Regions from separate parts of the Mus musculus genome. Here all the other regions are linked to region 1. The links are chromatin contacts, called in public ChIA-PET maps. All regions are on one chromosome and are shown on one strand. Each heading gives the region's core, a stretch centred on a gene start, on an enhancer-like site or on the middle of the called end of the contact. The rest is flanking DNA. Distances are from core to core; before and after follow the strand shown. Region 1 overlaps Kcnj15 (potassium inwardly-rectifying channel, subfamily J, member 15). Region 2 has its middle 72 kb from the start of Gm31754. Region 3 overlaps Gm31641 (predicted gene, 31641).

Evidence for each region. ChIA-PET counts read pairs in DNA pulled down with a chosen protein or histone mark.
Region 2: a contact with region 1 is called in an RNA polymerase II ChIA-PET map of memory CD8 T cells, with 36 read pairs. The contact joins two enhancer-like sites. A contact is called at or near these places in 1 of 39 promoter capture datasets (embryonic stem cells), 3 of 484 Hi-C or Micro-C datasets (Th1 cells, embryonic stem cells and nephron progenitors), 3 of 115 datasets of contacts at active chromatin or transcription factors (CD8 T cells, embryonic stem cells and memory CD8 T cells) and 1 of 9 other capture datasets (adipose tissue).
Region 3: an RNA polymerase II ChIA-PET map of memory CD8 T cells shows a contact between it and region 1, with 104 read pairs. The contact joins two enhancer-like sites. A contact is called at or near these places in 1 of 15 datasets of contacts at CTCF or cohesin (CD8 T cells), 1 of 484 Hi-C or Micro-C datasets (CD4 T cells), 2 of 115 datasets of contacts at active chromatin or transcription factors (CD8 T cells and memory CD8 T cells) and 2 of 9 other capture datasets (adipose tissue and liver).

What each region holds. Positions count from the first base shown.
Region 1 is chr16:95,260,931-95,264,761 of GRCm38.p6, reverse strand. All of the region lies in intron 2 of Kcnj15 (potassium inwardly-rectifying channel, subfamily J, member 15), which reads right to left. Among named protein-coding and RNA genes, the nearest start is that of Gm31641, 3.1 kb to the right of the region's middle. Within about 2 kb of position 1,646, at least 54 of the 459 cell types and tissues checked have an H3K27ac peak or open chromatin away from gene starts, as enhancers often do. A contact at or near this core is called in CD8 T cells and memory CD8 T cells, where this site is marked.
Region 2 is chr16:95,166,896-95,170,726 of GRCm38.p6, reverse strand. No RefSeq gene overlaps it. Among named protein-coding and RNA genes, the nearest start is that of Gm31754, 72 kb to the left of the region's middle. Within about 2 kb of position 2,211, at least 19 of the 459 cell types and tissues checked have an H3K27ac peak or open chromatin away from gene starts, as enhancers often do. A contact at or near this core is called in CD8 T cells and memory CD8 T cells, where this site is marked.
Region 3 is chr16:95,188,232-95,192,062 of GRCm38.p6, reverse strand. Gm31641 (predicted gene, 31641) reads left to right here. Exons shown (of 5, transcript NR_153766.1): 4 at 3,454-3,580. Among named protein-coding and RNA genes, the nearest start is that of Gm31754, 51 kb to the left of the region's middle. Within about 2 kb of position 2,227, at least 27 of the 459 cell types and tissues checked have an H3K27ac peak or open chromatin away from gene starts, as enhancers often do. A contact at or near this core is called in CD8 T cells and memory CD8 T cells, where this site is marked.

The DNA of each region.
Region 1 (3,831 bases), core at 397-2,896:
AAAATATGTTTTCTAGGGTTGACTGAACAAGTCCACTTTGCACCCTGAGGCACACTGCTTGCAGTCACCTGTAGGGATATCTCAGGCCCCAGTGACACCGCTTACTGTAAGATCATTACACAGTGTTCTCAGAGGATCAGATGACGCCTTGCCTTTCCACAACAATCACACTGTCTACCCAGGTCTCCAGGGGAGCCATGGGAAAATGAGTCAGAGGGTGAGAAGATTTCCCTGTCTAAAGCAGGTTTGCATCAGGGAGCCACAGTTAAAGGCTGCTCTGTTATGGAGCTCGGAGCTTTAATGTGTTAATGTCCAGGACCTGCAGGCTTGGAAGGAACTTCCGGAGCCTGGGAACAAGGCTTTCTTGTTTCCTGAAGAGCTGGACTTGTCCGGGACCCTCCTTGTACTGTGCACACTAACAGAACAAAGCAGGAAGCATCCAATGTGACAGTAGACACACTGGGACAGCATCCGAGAGGGTTCTGGACAGTCCCAGGAGACCGAATCTTCCATGCGCAGGGCTAGAAGCTAGATTCCTGAATCTGCTGGTCAGAGGGTCATAGCAATGTTTTGGATAGAATCATTTAATACACACATGTACAATGGGAACATGGGTGACATCTCCACCCCACTGTATCAGCACTTAAAAAGAAGCTTAGAGGACTCGACTCTTTAGAGCTAGCTTTTATGCCCTAGTTATTGATTTGCTTTTGAGGCAGGGTCCTGTGTTTCCTGGCCTGGCCTTGAACTCACTATGTTGCTGAAAATGACCTTGAACTCTTGTTTTTCCTGTCTCTATACCCTGAGTATGAGGATTACAGGCTTGTGTTACCACACACAGTTGGTGTGGCACTGGGGATATGTCTCAAGGATTTGTGTTTGCTAGGCAAGCACCCCATCATCTGCTGAGCTACACCCTACAGCTACGATCAGCCTTTGGTACCGGCCTCTTAGAGTTAGAGAAACTGGAGAGAAACCGGCTAAGAGCACTTGCAGGGAGCCGGAGTTAGATTCCCAGCCCTGCAACTTGAGCCCCGAAGGATCTGATGACTTCTTCTAGCCTCTGAGGATACATTCACATGTACAAATTCACACTCAGGTATAGATATATACACATAATTATAATGTAAAGATGAAATCTTTTAAAAATTCAGATTTGAAGCCGGGCCTGGTGGCTCACACCTTTAATCCCAGCACTCGGGAGGCAGAGGCAGGTGGATTTCTGAGTTCGAGGCCGGCCTGGTCTACAAAGTGAGTTCCAGAACTGCCATGGATACACAGAGAAACCCTGTCTCGAACCCCAACTCCTACGCCCCCCCCAAAAAATTCTGATTTGAAGTGTATGAAACAAGTCACTGAAAACAAAGTATAGCTGCGTTAAGACAGGGCTAGCAGCAGAATTGACGAGACTTACACAATCTTAGTTTTATTATTAAAGCTCCTGCGGTCTGTCACTTGAATATGTCGCACGTGTGTGGTGTAGCCTGCTAGACGTTTATAAATATTTTCCATAGACTTCTCAAAATACAAAGAACCTGGCAGGACTTTTATTTTGTAGTATTTCCGTACCCCGTGCAGCCAGCTTCTGAGACTCCTGTGGTTTCATAACTCCTAACAGGTCTGTGGGAACGACTGAGAGGTGGGGTCACCAGATGTGAACTTTGTTTTTTCTTAAAGCACAGGAAAAGATAGAAAGAGTAAGTCTAGAAATGAAGACAGTAAGGTTTGGACCTTGATCTTGTGTTTTTTTAGTGAAGGGGGTAAGGACAGAGCAGATACCAGCCTACAAATACCGGAGCGCACTAACATCCATGCAGAAGAGCGTTATTTGGTAGGCACGAGCTTAGCAAGCAGTCACCCCAAGAAATGACAGTTAACTGGTGGGTGAAATCCAAAACAGCTCTTAGTCACAGAAACTGGGGAGGGCCCCAGCCACACTCGGGCATTTTCTTGAGGCAGCTGCCCAGATTTCACTGGAGACGACAAGACTTGCTGACGAATCTGATGTCATTCTGGGTTCTGGGCTCTTGACTAGGCAAAGTCAACAAAGCCTTTGTGCCTTAAGTTCCTGGCTTTCCCGGTAGACCATGGACCCCAGGAGACACGTACTCTATCGTTAGAGGAATACACTGATTGCATCTTACCCTGAGGCCTAGATGTGCCTAAAGGGCCAGCCATCAAATGGAAATCTGCCCCTGGTCACAAGGCAGTGAGGTAAGGAGCATCCCAGGCAGGAGACTGGACTTGCAATCCCACTGGTAAGTAGAAGTGCAGAGACACAGGTCTGTCCGTATGTCTGTCTATTTCCCAGAGTGACTACTCATTGGGTAGCCAGCAGCCACACATCCGTCCATCCCTCCACCAGGGAAACATACTGAGCCTTCAAGACATAAGCTCCAGAGTGGACTTAGAGGATTCCTGAGACTCCAGCGACGGGGCACGCCCTCTTCAAAACCTCCTTTGAATTGTATGGCCACAGTTTTGAATTTATGTTCTTTAAAGAAAGCCCTGTGTTGGATAATCTGAGCTCTGCAGAACCTTGACCAGCCTCTGCTTTGGGCAGTGGGAAAGAAATGCAGGAGAATCCTGTAACTGTCAGTCTGACACCAAGTCAGCTGTGACTGAAGCAGGGTGAACTCAAACCAGACCCTCCAGGTCCTCTTCAATGCCCTGCTCCTTCTCTGTGTCAGCCTCAGCCAACCTGAACTTCAGTGGCTCAGTATGACTGGACACTCCAGGGTCACAGCATCGTCCTAACCCCTGACCCCTGACCTCTGGGTGAAGCAGGAGCTTCCAGCTGTCACTGAGATCTTGAGCATCCTAGTATCAAAAATGGCTCTGCGGGCGTGTGTTCAGTTTGAACCGTTGGATCAAGGGGGGGGGGGGACTCTAAACAAGACTCAGTTTCTTCCATCACTAATTCTTCCCATGTTTTTCTCATTATGACCTCAGCTGGGATGGGGCACACACATGCATTTCTACTTAAGTGCTTCTTCCTGGGCACAAACCAGCTCTTGGCACGTGTGTGCTTTTATGCCCCAAATCGGAACCCTGTTCTCCTCTCGTGTGTCTTCTGAGGTGTGTTTGACTAGGCAACCTTGATTTCATCCCTGTAGTGACTGAAATGTCAGGGCTGTACTGCCGTATGGTATAGCACATCATTTACAGAAGCTCCTGCACACAAAGCTCTGTGATTGGGTTTTGGTTAACCCTTGGCTCACTCAATAAGCCTACCCCCATCAGAGGGAATGCAGGTAGCTGCATTTCTCCGATGCCCTTGTTAAGGAAAAAGCACAAACGTGTGTGACTCAAAGTCCCTGAGAATATGTGCAATCCTCTACAAGGATTCTAGCTGTATTAGAACAGGAAACTCCCCTACAGTGGTCTCCGTGAATCCAAAGAACACATTGCAAGCTGGTGCTTTTCTCAAGTTCATCTGCCTCTCCCTCCTTTTCCCTCCCTCCCACCCCCCCCCTTTCCTCTCCTGCCTTTTCCTACAGACTAGAGGCAGAACTGCTTTGTGCCTGTTAAGCACTATGAGCTGTGCCCCCATCTTGCCTTTTGTAAGGAACGTCTGTGTTCCCATTTGTTTTCCATCTCAACAAACCAAACAATACTTCTCTCTGGGAGTCCTTCACTTAAGCATATTAATTGCTTTTTCTTCACCTGATGCCCCCAGTGAGCCCTTTGAAGGGGAGGGAAAAGCTGGTTCCCTTCCTTCCCTTAATTTAGTGAGGTCCTAAGGACTGGCCTCTTCTGCTTGGCTTTGAACTTCTGATCACCAAGCTCCTACCTGTCAGTTAACTGGCACCTGAGCAGCTGCAAGGAGCC
Region 2 (3,831 bases), core at 962-3,461, 95 kb after region 1:
TGCCAGATACTGCACGCAACGGAAGCTGTGACTGTGCCATGCAAGTCTCCGAATGTCCCCTTTTTGCCCCTCTGAACGCTTTGTGCAAGCAAGTGAGCACAGCTATCTCAGGGATGCCGTTCTCAAGTGTGGCATGAGCAGCTCTCACCCCTGGCACGAGCCGCGGCGCTTGGATTTCCTTTGCAAAGGGCACACAGAATGAGTATGTTCACATGACTTCTTGGGAGAATGAGGAACTGGCCTTAGTGAAGCGAGCTTCACAGATGATTGGTCTGCCATCAAAATAAATGAACTATCTAATAATGTCTGTTTTTAAATATTATTATGCCCAGCGATGGACATGATTACCAATGGATTGATCCTACTTTAAGCAAAAAACGAGTCTGTTGCTCTTCCTCCATGCAACGTTTCCCCCTGTGATATTGTGTACACTGACAGAGGTTGCCACCTACAAACAGAGTAGAGAATTCTTTTCCTTCCCTGTCTAAGTGGGTTTCTCTGGACACTATAGTTGGTTCCTATTTGCTTTTCTCAATAAAGGGAGATGTTATACTTAGCAATGGAGCCCTCCACAACCTTAGGCCCCACAGACCATCAGCATCCAGATGTGCCTCACTACGCTTCAAACTCCTTAACTTCTATGTGGATATATAAAAAGTCAGCTGTCCAAGGACACACTAGGCTGTTACATGAGATGGAGGGTAGCCCAGGATCCATGAGACCTTGTCTCAAAAACTAACAAAATTTTTTTTTAAAAAATGGCTTGGTAGCTTATGCCTATAATTGTACCACTCAGAAAGCAGAGGCCGTTGTGTGGTCTATTGTGAGTCTGAGTTCAAGGTCAGCCTAGGCTACAGATAAAGAGGCCCTATCTCAAAAAACAAAAATGAAAAGAAAGAAAAGAATGAAGTACCCACATAGACACATACACACAAACACACACATGCACACAGATGCACATGCACGTACATTTTACCTGACCGCTGAGAAGCTGTGTGCTCAAAGATACAACACACATGTCTGTCACTATTTATCCCATCTCCTCCTGACCTTGTGGATCACAGCTCCAGACAGACTGTGATGGACCAAAGCCTTCCAGATACACAGGGACCCTCAGCCCAGTCATGCTGAGATCTGGCATTCCTATACCTTTACTCCAGACAGGTTGTCAGGAAGACACTTGAGCCACACAGAGATGCTGCTGGTACCACACCTGGCCTCCATTTCCAGCAAGGAGTACCAAGGTCATGACTACAGATTTACCATCTGGTGAATCTGGCAAAGAAAGCTTCCTGTGACTCCAGGTGACTAGAAACTGAGCCAGAAGAACCACATACCATATTCCTGGTTTGGCTCTAAGCTCAGAACTCAGCATCATCAACGGAGCTGAAAGAAATGGAAACCCTCTGTCCCTCCCCGTACAAGGACAGAACCATCCTTCCTATAGAGACAAGCTATCTGAGTTCACTGTCCAGGTCTCTGTCTGTGATCAGTCTGGCACACAAACATAAATTATGGGTCTCACCAGTGGACTCTGGACACAGTAATTAGGAAAATTTATACAAAGACACCAAGGTGACAATTTTAAGGAGTTCCTCAGAAAACTCTCAGTCTGCCCAGCTGAGGAGGACACAGGTAACGACCTGTTTGGCGACATTAGTTCAAGTATCTTCAGTCTGAGGTGCTCATTTCCAGCTCTCAGCCAGAGAGAAAATGAGATTTAAACAGTATTTAGTGAGGAGGAGGAGGAGCCTCCCCTCAGGTCCAGAGGAAAACATACAGAGAGATGAGCAGCCCAGAGGAGCCATGAGAAACAATAGCCCAGTATGTGATGGGAAAGCAAGGTGTCTTAATCCCCAGGTAGCTTTGGCAGAGTAAGAGGTATTAGATAATTTTAGGAGAGCCGAAGATATTTAAAAAGAACACCCCACATTTTCAGCAAGTATGGGGTGTATTTAAAGATCAAAGCCACTTCCTGGGCTCAAAATATCTCTCTCCACATTCTTGGACTTCCCTCCAGTGTTTGAGGGCCCTTTCCTCGGCGTCAGACCAGCAGTGAGCACACAGTGCAGGATGCCATGGTGGTCCAGGATGAAAGAAGTTAAGGGTCTGGAAGCAGGAACTGTATCTGAAAGCCACTGGGGCCACCAGGTTCAAGAACTCCGCAGAACTGTGGTCAGGAAGTGCCACCACCTTTGTGACTTAGAGTGAGATCTCAGTGAAGACACTCACGGCGGTTTCTTCTGGAGGCCCTGGGGGAGAACCAGTTCCTGCCTCTCCTAGCTTCTGGTGTTTGCCAGTAACATTCACATTTCTTGGCGTGCAGAGACATCCCTTGGTTCTGCGGCTCAGCCAGCCCTAACACCTCCCCCAACCCCTTCCAATACGACTCCAAACCTGGCCCCTTGATAAAGGCACTAGGATCCTGTCTGGACGCAGTGAGTCAGGCGTGACCTCATCCTCCTAATGGAGCTGTGTCTACAGAGGTCCCATTGCCAAATAAGGAACCGTTTATGACCACAGAGGCCTGGGGTTGGGACAAATCTTTTTTGGTGGTGAGATTCAGCTCACAGCTCTGGATGTGTGATCTAAGCAAGGATGTCGGGAAGGAGAGAAGAGATGGGAGGATGTGACAAGTTATTCTGAGGACAGAGTCGACCATCCCTCTCAATAAAACTTTGAATGATGGCGAAAAGAAATGACGTCTGCTAGTTCTGAGATTCATTATATTTATAAATGAGAAAATCGTGCAGTCTACCCGGCAAACATTCTCACGACTGCCATGGTAGCTGTGTGCCAGTTCATGTCAGGAGAGACACCAGCCTACCTCAAATGTAGCCTCCATATGTAAAAGTTCCAATAAGTCCTCACAAGCGAGAGAGTGGGGCGTGAGGAAGGAAGGGGAGACATGAAAGTAGAGAGGAAAGGAGAAAGAAAGGACAGCTAGGGGAGATTTAGACACTTCTATATCTGATTCTAGGGGGTCCACTGAGACCCACATGTCAAGCATCCCTAGAGCGTCTGGACGTTTGAATCAGTGGGAAGATCCATCATCGAAAGCACTGAGAGCCATTGAGGGTCTCAATCGAACAACACACTACTCAGGTGTGTGTGGAGGTAATTCTCCCATTGCTAACATCTGACCCGAGACACTAGAGCTCCCAGTTCTCAACCTTCAGACTGAAGGATTTACACCACAAAGCTCCCTGCTTCTTGAGCCTTCAGACATAGATTTAATTATACAGCAGATTTACTGGGTCTCAAGTTCCCAGATAGCAGATGGGAAGTCTCTTGCTCCCCCTTGGCATGAGCCAGCTCTTATGTTCTCTTGGTTTCCTCATGCTGCTGCAATACATACAACACTTGAGGCTGGTACGTCATGATCAACCTTCTTTCACTTCTCATCGCTCTGGAGCCGGAGTTGGCCAGTGTCAGCTCACTGACAAGCTTGGGTTTTAGTGGGGTTTGCTGCACCTGGGTTGTCTTCTTTTTGGTGACATCCTCACCTGAGGAAATGATTTGTTTATTATTTATTTACATTTCTATCTATTAAAAACAATAAAGTGTCACATGCATTGTTTTCCAAGAACTGTCTGGAGATAAATTGCTAGATCGCAGGAAGCTATCTCACATCCATTTGGAATCTGGCAGGTAAGTGGGTGAGATGAATTGTGATGAGACTCAGAAGTTGAACCTGGAGGGTAACAATGGATTAGGAAGTCATGATGGTGCCATCAGCCCCCTCTTCCTTTGTAGGAGACACATATAATGGGATCTCTGCACACAAAGACTCCTGGTACACATCCATGTTGAAACCCACCTCACCTCGGT
Region 3 (3,831 bases), core at 978-3,477, 73 kb after region 1:
CTATGTAACTCCCATCTGACCAAAATGAAACTCAAATTTTTGTGCTCTGAGCAAAATTCTTATATCTTTCACAGATAGTTTTTTCTCATCTTTTTTTTATTCGACTCTAAGTGGAAGCCATTTTCAGGATGGTTCCCTATGTCCTCGGTGGTTTTGGCATCTCTCTTCTAGCCTTCACGAAGTCTTTGGAGTGCATCAGCCATTCTTTTGTCCTTTCTTATTTGTTGAGTTTCAACCACATCAGCCCCCCTCCCCCGAGGCATTTCTCAGCAATCCCTAGGTTGCATCTCCTCAAATCAACAGTTCTTGACCCACTCCTCTCCCTCAGCTATTCCCTAGGAAACACTCTCTGTTGCTTGTGTTTAGTTATTACATATGCTGATGAGTCTCCAGTGTCCGTGTCCATCCTCAACCTCTCTCTAAACTTTAGATTTCTGTTTCCAACTTCTGTTTTAACACTTCCACTCAGACATCTGAAATGCATCCAAACAACTTATGGCATAGCGGTCTAACCTTTAGTTCTTATTTTCCATCTTTGCCTGTAAGGCGTGACTCCTCGCTCTCTCCCTTGTGTTGTGTACTTCCCTCTTGCAATTGGCCGTGATGAGAACTTCCTCGCAGACTACTTACCCATGCTCCATGTAAGTTGTTAGAAATAAAAAGTTAACTTTCAGTGCAGCTGAGAAGCATGGCGGCTATGTATCGCTTTTAACATTGTTAATAATAGTCATTTATTGTCTACACATAGCATTCTTCAATTGATAGAGATAGTCTACTCATTCCCGAAAGAAGCCTATCTAATGGAACAATTCTTGGAATGTGGACCATGGGTCAAGATCAATGTTGCCACCCCATGGGTAATGTGGTACACAATAGAAATTCGATGGAGAATGGAGAGCCATGGAAAATTACAAGTTAAAAAACACAGTGATCTAAAGGCCAATGAAACTCAAATGACTGCCAATTTTCTGCCTTGGAGGAATAATTTTCGAGGAGCCAAATTTAGCAAGAGAGATTTGAAAGGCACCAAGCAAGAAGTTCAGAATGAAATACACCAGGCATGGCCTCAGAAAGCTAGTCAATAATTGTACATTTGCATTTTAACTCTTCCTCATCGTTACCAAAGGTGAGTTCCCCGATATCTATCCAAGATGTGAAGCACTGTTTATCTGCTTGCCTGCTGATGAGTTCATGGCTCAGCTCTGCAGCTACTGGAGCAGTGCAACTCATCCTCTCTGCTACACAAGGTGAATAAGATGCTTGGGAGAAGGAAGCATTTTTCAATGTTGAATAGACTGTTTGCCCTGAGCAATTATATATATATGTGTGTGTGTGTATGTGTGTGTGTATATATGTGTGTGTGTGTGTGTGTGTATGCCATATCCTACAGTATAGATAACAAAGCTGTGGCAGTTATTAAAGTTGTCCCATAAGGCTTTCAACTCTTCCGTGTTCTAGCACACAGATTTCCCCCACTTTCCTTAAGACCCCATACAATGCCTGCCTTTGGGTAGACTTACTAAGTACTAGATGCACAGAAAAGCACTTTGCTGTATCAATCATTTGAGGTAGATATTATTATTGTGACTTCATAGATGAAGAAACTGAGGCTTAGCACAATGAGCTAAAGGCCAGTGAAACTCACCTGACTGCCTCTACCAAGAGGTAGAGAGGTCAGCTTTGAACTCATTGTCTGTTTTGAGCATCTATCTATCTCAGTCCTTCCAGGGATGAGTCACTGCATCTATAGGAAGTAGAGCACAACTGTCCACACAGGGCAAAGCATGTTTACACACGGTACTCAAGATTCAACTTACGAGTCCAGGAGAACATTCTATTTAGTTGGTGGGATTTCATTCAAATTTTGTAATATTGAGTGGAAATTTATTGATCAGAGTTATCCAGAAAAAGGAGAACCAATAAGGGGTGTGTGTGTGTGTGTGTGTGTGTGTGTGTACATATGGAACTGGCTCACATCATGTAAGAGGTTAACAAGTCTAAGATGACAGTGTGAGCACATTTGTTACTTTTCTTGTTGCTCTAAATCAAAGACATCAAAACACATTCCAGCAGGAAAGATTCCTCGTGTCTCCTGGTTTTGGAGAGTGCAATCTCTCCTGGGAGGGAACAGGTGGCAGCTGGAACCTTAGCCCTGTCCACAGTGGCAGGAACATGAGGTAGCAGCTCTTTACATTGTAACCCCCAGAAAGCAAAAGAAGCTGGCTTCATATTGGAGGTGTGGGTCAGGCAGGGAATAATCACCCTTGTGACCTCCTTCCAGCAGCTGGGCCCCACTCCTTGAATGTTTCATAGCCTTCAAAATAGCATTAGAAGCCAGAAACCAAACATTCAAATCGGGAGCCCGTGGTAGCACACTTCAGATGCAAACCATAGCAACAAGACTGAAGACTTGAGACACAGGAAGGAAGAAAATGCAGTTCAGGTCTGAAAGCTGCCAGGCCGAAAATACAGCTCAGCTTGTGCACAGGGTCTCAGCTCAGCATGTGCACAGGAGGTCTCAGGAGGTCTTTTTCTTGAGAAGTCAGCATGTTTGTTCGGCATAGACCACCACGTGACTAGATGCAACTCCCCATAGTAGGTCTCTCTTCCTGTGTCTTGACATAATCAACTTAAAAGAAAATAAAAAAAATAAAACCCACAGGCTTATTGTGAGTAGTTTCCACTCATGATCATGTGACTCAGATGCTTTGGGCCTGTGGTGATTCATGTAGCGCCTTGTGGTAGGAATGCACAGCCGAAGATGCCGGTTCACTACTGAAATCCCCTCCTAGTGCACGCCCTCAGTGACGTAACTTCCTCCCAGGCGGTCCCTGCAGAGGATCCTCCCATTTTCCAGCCCACTCATAAGCTGGGAACCATGCCTTCAGCATGAGACCTGCAGGGAGCATTAGGAACCAGTTACATCATGTGGTTCAATGCTTTCTGCTCACAACACTGTTAATCACCTCTCAGGCATGGGCAGATGATGCATAGAATTTGCTATCACTAGAAAGGAGCCTGATTGAATAATTTGAGGTTGGACATCAAAAGTACCACCCATGGTCTCTCCCTTGTCAGCATGACCGAAGCCACCACTCTGCCTCCCTGTGAAGTCACGGGAAGCATCCACCGACCTCAGTGGAAAGGACACCATGCTCTGCCACCTGGCAAAAGTGCAAAGGAGCTCCAAGTGCTTTTATGTCTGTCCTTTTGTAAGCTGATGCTTCAAATACATTTTGTTGTTGTTGTTTACAAGCGGCATTATTCTGTTGTTTACTCTATGGGAAGCTGCTCACACAGGAAGCCATATTCATTTCTAAACTTAACTGATGGACATTGTGGTTTGACCCCTTGCATGCAGAAACACTGATGCTAGAAGCCGCCCATCAATAGGAGACAGGCAGTATCTGAGTTCATCCTGGGATTGGTTTTTAATTGCATTCTTTATCTTAGGCGCTCCTGGCTACCTCTGGAATGATTGATCTTGTCCCCAGTCACCTGCCACACTTCCAGACACCGCTTGGCATCACCGAGAATGAGCTAAGATGCTCAGAAGAATGTCATTTTGCTCTGGGCAAAGGTTGGTTTATTGTCTATGCAGGTAAGATGCATGTGCAGTGGAGATGACAGGGAAAGAAAGGCTCAGGGCACAGATTTTGGCAGGCAGAGACCAGGTACTAAGGAGTTCACTCAAAGTCAGTCACTTTTCCCAGTGACTCCCATCTCTACACTACGTGTGTGCCACAACTGACCCCTTTCTGTCTGGATCCTTCCCAGAAATAAAACACTGCCAAATGCTTCCCTATCATTGGCTATTTTTATTGTTCCTCC